Linked DNA regions of Sus scrofa: region 1 is linked to region 2. A link is a contact called in public Hi-C data. All regions are on one chromosome and are shown on one strand. The core of a region is the stretch at or near the end of the contact, and the rest is flanking DNA. Distances in the headings are between cores, read along the strand shown. Region 1 holds the start of GOLGA3 (golgin subfamily A member 3). Region 2 holds the start of CHFR (E3 ubiquitin-protein ligase CHFR).

Region 1 (3,248 bases), core at 381-2,880, 35 kb after region 2:
GGTTGCGGGTTCGGTCCCTGCCCTTGCTCAGTGGGTTAACGATCCGGCGTTGCCGTGAGCTGTGGTGTAGGTTGCAGACGTGGCTCGGATCCCGTGTGGCTGTGGCTCTGGCGTAGGCTGGCAGCTACAGCTCCAATTGGACCCCTAGCCTGGGAACCTCCATATGCCACGGGAGCAGCCCAAGAAATGGCAAAAAGACAAAAACAAACAAACAAACAAACAAACAAACAAACAAAAAAACCAAAAAAAAAAAACCCAAAAAGAACTACTTGTAAAAAAAAAAAATAGTACTTGGCATACATGGGCCACAGTGAATTGGAAGGAGGGAGGGAGGGAAGGAAGGTAGGAAGGAAAGAAGAAAGGTGGGTTGGCTAGTGGATAACAAAACAGGGTATATCTAAATAAGTATTATGCAGCTGTGAAAGGAGCTAAGTTCTGAAACATGGTAACACACAGATGAACCTCAAAATACTATGCTAAGTAAAAGAGAAGGCAGTCACAAAAGGCCACATGGTGTGAGATTTTATTTATATGAAATGTACAGAATAGGCCAATCAATAGAGAAAGAAAACAGATTAGTGGTTGTCAGGGGCTGGTGGAGGGGAACAGAGTGTATATGGACAAGAGGGATCCTTGGAGCTATCAAAGTGTTCTACAACAAACTGCAATAGATCCAGCTTCAACTAAATGGATTAAGCTCAGTGTTATTTACTAAAATTTAGTAAGTGTAACTGAACTTACTTTAAAAATCATTGAACTGAACACATAAAATGGGCTAATTATATTGTATACACATAATACCTTAATAATAAATAATAATAATAAAAATAAGGAGTTCCTGCTGTGGCACAATGGGATTGGCAGTGTCTCTGCTACTCTGGGACATAGGTTCAATCCCTGGCCTGGCATGGTTGGTTAAGCTGTGGGTTGCCACAGGTGTGGCATAGGTGGTAACTTTGGCTTGGATCTGATCTCTGGCTGCGGAACTTCTTATGCTGAGGGTCTGCCAAAATGAAAAAAAGAATAAAGTGGGAGGAATCTTCCACCCCATATTGTGGCTTGCTGTAAAGCTATTTTGGTGAAGACTGTGGTGTTACAAGAAGGCATGGAGATCAATGGACCAGGGCAGAGAACCCAGAAACATTCAACAAACAGCCAACTGATTTTTTTTTTTTTTTGGCTTTGCCCACAGCACGTGGAAGTTTCTGGGCCAGGGAAGGAACCCGTGCCATAGCAGGGACCCAAGCCGCTGCAGTGACAACGCCAGATCCTTAACCCACCGTGCCACAAGAGAACTCCTTTGTGTTCTTTACCTAAACCCTAAAAGCCCTTCACCTAAACCTCATGCCTATGCCAACAATGTTTTTTTTAAAGATAAAACACTGCTACCGCCCCAAAGCAGGAGTCACTTTTGCACTGGTACCTGAAAGATAAGTGAGGACTGGCGCGGTGGAAGGTTGGTGCTCAGGGGCGACGAACAGGTGCCAGAGCCACAACTCTGCACCTCACAGACCCCACCCCCGCGTGCTTACTAGCCAACCCCCAACGAGGTAGGGGCGGGGTGGAATGGCTACGCCGACACCCTGACAGCTAGGGCGGGGCGGGGACCAGAGCCTGGCCACGCCACTTCCGCCGGAAGCTCAATTGTCCGGCTTCCTGTCGGAGTTGGTCCGGCCAGTCCCGAAGCTACTTTTTAACAAGGGAAGGTGCTCCAAATTCGCTTCCTGAAGTCCGTCTCAGGCGAGTTTCGACTAGGCTGGATTCCAGCCCTGCGGCCGGAGCATTCGGGGCCCGAGGGCAGCTGCTGGCTAACAGAAGAGGGCTTTCTCTCTTCCGGAACGGAGACAGCGCACGCAGGCTTCCGGGGGGTCATTTTCCGTCGCCGCGCCGTGCTCCGCCCCCCGCGCAGCCACGTCTCAGCCAGAGCAGCCGGGCCGGGCGTTCGCCGCGGCTTCCGCAGCGCAGGGGTGAGGGTCGTGGGGCGGTGCCTGGGCAGAGGCTTGGGCTGGGGAAGGCGTGGGGAACAGGAGGACAGCGGTTGGGTCGGGGCCAGGGACAGGCGAAGGGCGGCTGGGCTTTGGGCGCACGCGAAGGGCCGGCCAAGGCTCCACCTGGAGCGGCAACGCCCCGCGCTAGTCCGGCTCCTCACCGTTGGTAGCCTCTGGGCCTAGAAGCTGCACTGTGCAGCTGTTAGCGGAACCGGCCTCATAAATATCCCAACATTCGCGTTCTTCCGTAGTGCTGTCCACGCGCGCCGGGGAGTAATTTGTTCAGAGGTTCCCACGGCTGCTGTTGGAGCTGCAGAGAAACATCTCTTGTCCTTGTGTAGAAGTTCTGTCAAGATGACAGGCGTGACATGGTGTCCGGTGGTTAGTGTGAAGCCTGGTTTAAAGAATCCGTGTGTGCTCTGCTCTCTCTCCACCTCGAGTCCATCTCATTTCTGGGTGTTTCACCAGAATGTGTTTCATAGCGGTGTTTTCATCAGTGTAGTGATAATTTCCAGAGGGAGTGGGACCAGGCGTCGTCTCTAGTATGATGCAGGTGAACAGCTCGACCTTCATTCAACAGCTCTTTGCTGAGTGTCGGTCGTGCCCGGCACTGTTCACTGTAGATCCTGGGTGATAGGATTGGAGTCGTGTCAGGGCCTCACTGAGCTCGCGCTGTAGTGGAGGGATACAGACAGTAAATGAAGCCATTTCTGAGAGAGTATTGCGTGGTGCTTGGGCCAGATCTATAAGAAGGTCTTGGGGGAGGTGACTTTTGAGTCAAAGCCTCTATGACAAGAAACTAGCCATGCAAACATGCGATAAGACTGTTTCAGGCAAGATGACCAAGTGTGAAGCCCTGAGGGAGGAGTAAATTGGTGTTTTTTTAGATACAGTATGGCAAGCGTGTAATGAAAAAGGAAGAAAGTGAGAGGGGACAAGGATGCAATGTAGGAAGGGGCTAGACGGTATGCAGCTTCCTAGTTCGTGGTAAGAGGCTTAGATTTTATTGTCAGTGTGATTGAAAACCACTGGGACATTGTAAGCCATTTACTGGGGACTCATGGTTTTTTTTTTAACATTTTAAATTATCCCTTAAATATTGCAAACATTACTGGAGTGATAGCTTTCAGTTGCAGTGCACCTCGAATGGTAAGAAAAGGAAATAAAAATCATATGACATAACTCAAATTCAGAAGTAGTCTTTTTTATTTTTTTTAAGCCAGTTGCCTTAAGCAGCAGTGTGCTTTTTTAACTTGCAAT
Region 2 (3,473 bases), core at 355-2,854:
CAGGCACATAGTGTCTCCAACACCGAGTCCAATAAGGTACTGTGATTTGCTTCTTTTCTATCCAAACTAAATTTCTTTGAAGAAATTTTATTTATTTATTTACTTTTGGCCATGCCCCACAGCATGCAGAAGTTCCTGGGCCAGGGATGGAACCCACGCCACAGCTGTAACCAAAGCCTCAGCAGTGACAACACCAGATCCTTCATCTGCTGAGCCATGAGATAACTCTGAGAAATTTTAAATTCTGGTCTTTCCTATGACCTGAATCTGAGACCAGGAGAGATGTACTTTCTTCTTCTTTTTATGGCTGCACCTGTGACATGTGGAAGTTCCCAGGCTAGGGGTCAAATTGGAAACACAGCTGCAGGCCTATGCCACAGTCATGACAACACCAGATCCAAGCCACGTCTGCGACCTTCACCCCAGCTTGTGGCAAAGCCAGATCCTTAACCCAGTGAGGGGGGCCAAGGATCAAACCCACACCCTCCCACGGTGTTGGATCCTGAATGTGCTGAGCCACAATGGGAACTCAAGGAGAGATGCACTTTATGACAAAGTTGACATGGAGTTCCTGGTGTGGCTCAGCAGGTTACAAACCCTTCTAGTAGTATCCATGAGGATGTAGATTCCATCCCTGGCCTCATTCACTGGGTTAAGGATCTGGAGTTGCTATGAGCTGTGGTGTAGGTTGGCTTGGATCCCCCATTACTGTGGCTGTGGCTGTAGCATAGGCCAGCAGCTGTAGTTCCGATTCGACCCCTAGCCTGGGAAATTCCATATGCCACGGGTGCAGCCCTAAAAAGCAAAAACAAACAACAACAAAAATCACCAAATGATGCAGTTTAAATTACACAAAGGAATATACAGTGAAAGATGTCTCCCTCGCTCCTTTGGGTGCCTTCTTCCACTTCGGAGGTCTCCGTCCGATATCGTCTGGTTCCTCTCAACCGCGCAGTCATGGACCGCACAGTCCATGACTCGGCTCCTGGCCCACCCGCACCAAGTCTTCGCCCACCGTTCACTTTCAGGCGTCCAGCACTGATGATCCTAGTGCAGCCTTTTTTGGAACACACACCTTATTTCTGCTAGATTCCAAAAGGCGGAATCGCTGAGTCAAAGGAAACGTGCGTTTGAAATGAAAAGACTATGTGTGCACCGCTGCCCTCCAAGAAGCGGTCCAATTTATACTCTTACGACTGGCAACGGAGATGCTTGCACTCTCCAGAGCCCTCCCAGGACACTAGCAACATTCTGATCGCGGAGAAAGAGACATCCGAAAGTTTCTACCTGCACTTATCTCGTCGTTTGTCACATATCTATAAGCCATCTGCCCTTCCAACGCGGCTTTGAGAATTTGCTTCGGTGCCCAATACCCAAGTTACTCAGTCCCTTTTGCCCGGACTTATCATGGCGTCGACGGCAGCTACTTCCGAGATCCTCGGAGATCTAGAGGTCTCGGCCAGCATCAAAGATGTCGTCCCGGCCCCATCCTCCGGTCTGCGCACGCTCGGCTCACCTCCCCACGTCCACTCTAGATGGCCACCGCCCCTGTTCCGCTCTAGCCGCCAGGCTCGGTGGTCGCCACCGCCCGCCAATCGTAGGGCGCGGACGCCGCTGGCCCCGCCCCGCGGATCAGCTGAGGGATCAGCGATGTCTGTTGACAGCAGCGGCGGCGGCGCGGCCGGTTCCGGGTTCCGCGCGGGGCGGGGGGTAAGCGGGCTGCTGGCGCGGGCGGGACGCGGGGGAGGCCGGCGGCGCGGCCCGCAGCAGCGTGGCGGGGGCGCCGAGGCCCGGGCAGCTGCGGGAGAAGCGGCGGCCCCAGCCCCCGCCTTTGCGGCCAGAGTCTCACCCGACGTTTCCGGGGCTCGTCAGATGTGAATCCGATGGAGCGGCCCGGGGAAGGAGAGCAGCTGCCGCAGCAGCAGCCGTGGGGGAGGCTCCTCCGCCTGGGCGCCGAGGAGGGCGAGCCGCACGTCCTCCTGAGAAAGCGGGAGTGGACCATCGGGCGGAGAAAAGGTACGGGGCGGAGGTGGGATGGGAGACATGGGACGGACTGAGGACGAGTCCGGGATGGGGGCGGTGGACGGAGGCCGAGTGCTGGGGGACCCGAGCAGGGGCCAGGGCGGAGATCTGGGGCCCGAGGACGAGAGCTGGGCAGGACGGGACCCACCGCGCTGTGGGAGGCCCCTGGGCGGGGCGCTCTGAGCTTTCCAGTTTTTCCAGTGTAGTGGGCTCTCCTGTAATAGCTACCATTTATTCACTTATTGCTCTGCCCAGTCACTTCTGAGTGCTTCGTACAGATTCTTTAATCCTCGTTACAGCTATATGAAGTGGTACATTAATTTATTACGTAGAAGTCAGTGTTTTCAAGTTCATTACCACCCAACGCGTCTTCTCAGACCTTAACGGAAAAGAAATCAATAGCAGAAGGAACACTGGAAAACCCACCGATATGTGCAAAATTAAATAACACCCTTAAACAGCCATTGGGTCAAAGAAATCAAAAGGGAAATTAGACAATACTTTGAGATAAATAAAATATAACATACCAAAACTTGGGGGTTGCAGGTAAGCAGTGCTCAAGGGAAATTTATAGGTGTAGGCAGCTACATTCAAAAAAAGATCTGGGAGTTTCAGTCGTGGCTCAGCAGTACCGAACCCAACTGGTATCCGAGAGGATGCAGGTTGGATACCTGGCCTCTCTCAGTGGGTTAGGGATCCGGGGTTGCCATGAGCTGTGGCATAGGTCTCAGACGGGGCTTGGATCCCGTGTTGCCCTGGGTGTGGTGTAGACCTGTAGCTACAGCTCCTATTAGACCCCTAGCCTGGGAACTTTCATTTGCCACACTTGAGGCTAAAAAAGAAGGAAAAAAAAGGATCTTGGAGTTCCTGCTTGGCGCAGTGGGCTCTGTGGTGTCTTAGGAGCTCACTGGGTCACAGGTTCGATCCCCTGTCTGGCACAGTGGGTTAAGGATCGGGTGTTGCTGCAGCTTTGGCTTAGATCTGACTGCTACTCGGATCTGCCCCTTGCCAAGAACTCTATATGCCACGCCCAGCTCTTAGAGTAGAGCTGCTTAAATACTTGTTGATTTAAAGAACAAAGGAAGCTAAGAAGTTGAAGAAAAGTCATACAACTAGTGAGAGAAAGTGCCCTCACCCTCCAAGCTTACTGCCTCTGGACTAGAGGGGACCATCTGCTAAGTTTCCTTGTAGCTTTTCTCCTGGGAGAGAGGGGCACTGATCGGGTCAACAGAAATATTTAGTTTGTCAATAATTTATCATTCTGACTTTATACTTTTAAATGGGAGAATGAGAAAGATTACTGTTTCATATTACCCATTGTGATGTACTTGCGTGTCTTTATCGCTTGGGTTTTTTTGGAAGGCAGTCTTAAATACCAAGATCAAGTTAATTTTTTTTAACAACTGTAAAAGCATTTATATATCTTCGTTAGAAGCTTTTGGAGGTGCATT

Evidence for each region. A called contact is a pair of places that touch in the nucleus more often than the background predicts.
Region 1: a Hi-C map of liver shows a contact between it and region 2, with 2.6 times the contacts expected there. The contact joins the promoter of GOLGA3 here to the promoter of CHFR in region 2. A contact is called at or near these places in 5 of 47 Hi-C or Micro-C datasets (blood, heart right ventricle, liver and 1 more) and 2 of 2 datasets of contacts at active chromatin or transcription factors (alveolar macrophages and skeletal muscle).

Annotation. Positions count from the first base shown.
Region 1 is chr14:22,687,674-22,690,921 of Sscrofa11.1, forward strand. It overlaps GOLGA3 (golgin subfamily A member 3), which reads left to right and starts at 1,631. Exons shown (of 24, transcript XM_021073868.1): 1 at 1,631-1,740.
Region 2 is chr14:22,652,858-22,656,330 of Sscrofa11.1, forward strand. CHFR (E3 ubiquitin-protein ligase CHFR) reads left to right here and starts at 1,605. Exons shown (of 17, transcript XM_001928455.6): 1 at 1,605-1,710; 2 at 1,873-2,016. The coding sequence starts at 1,884.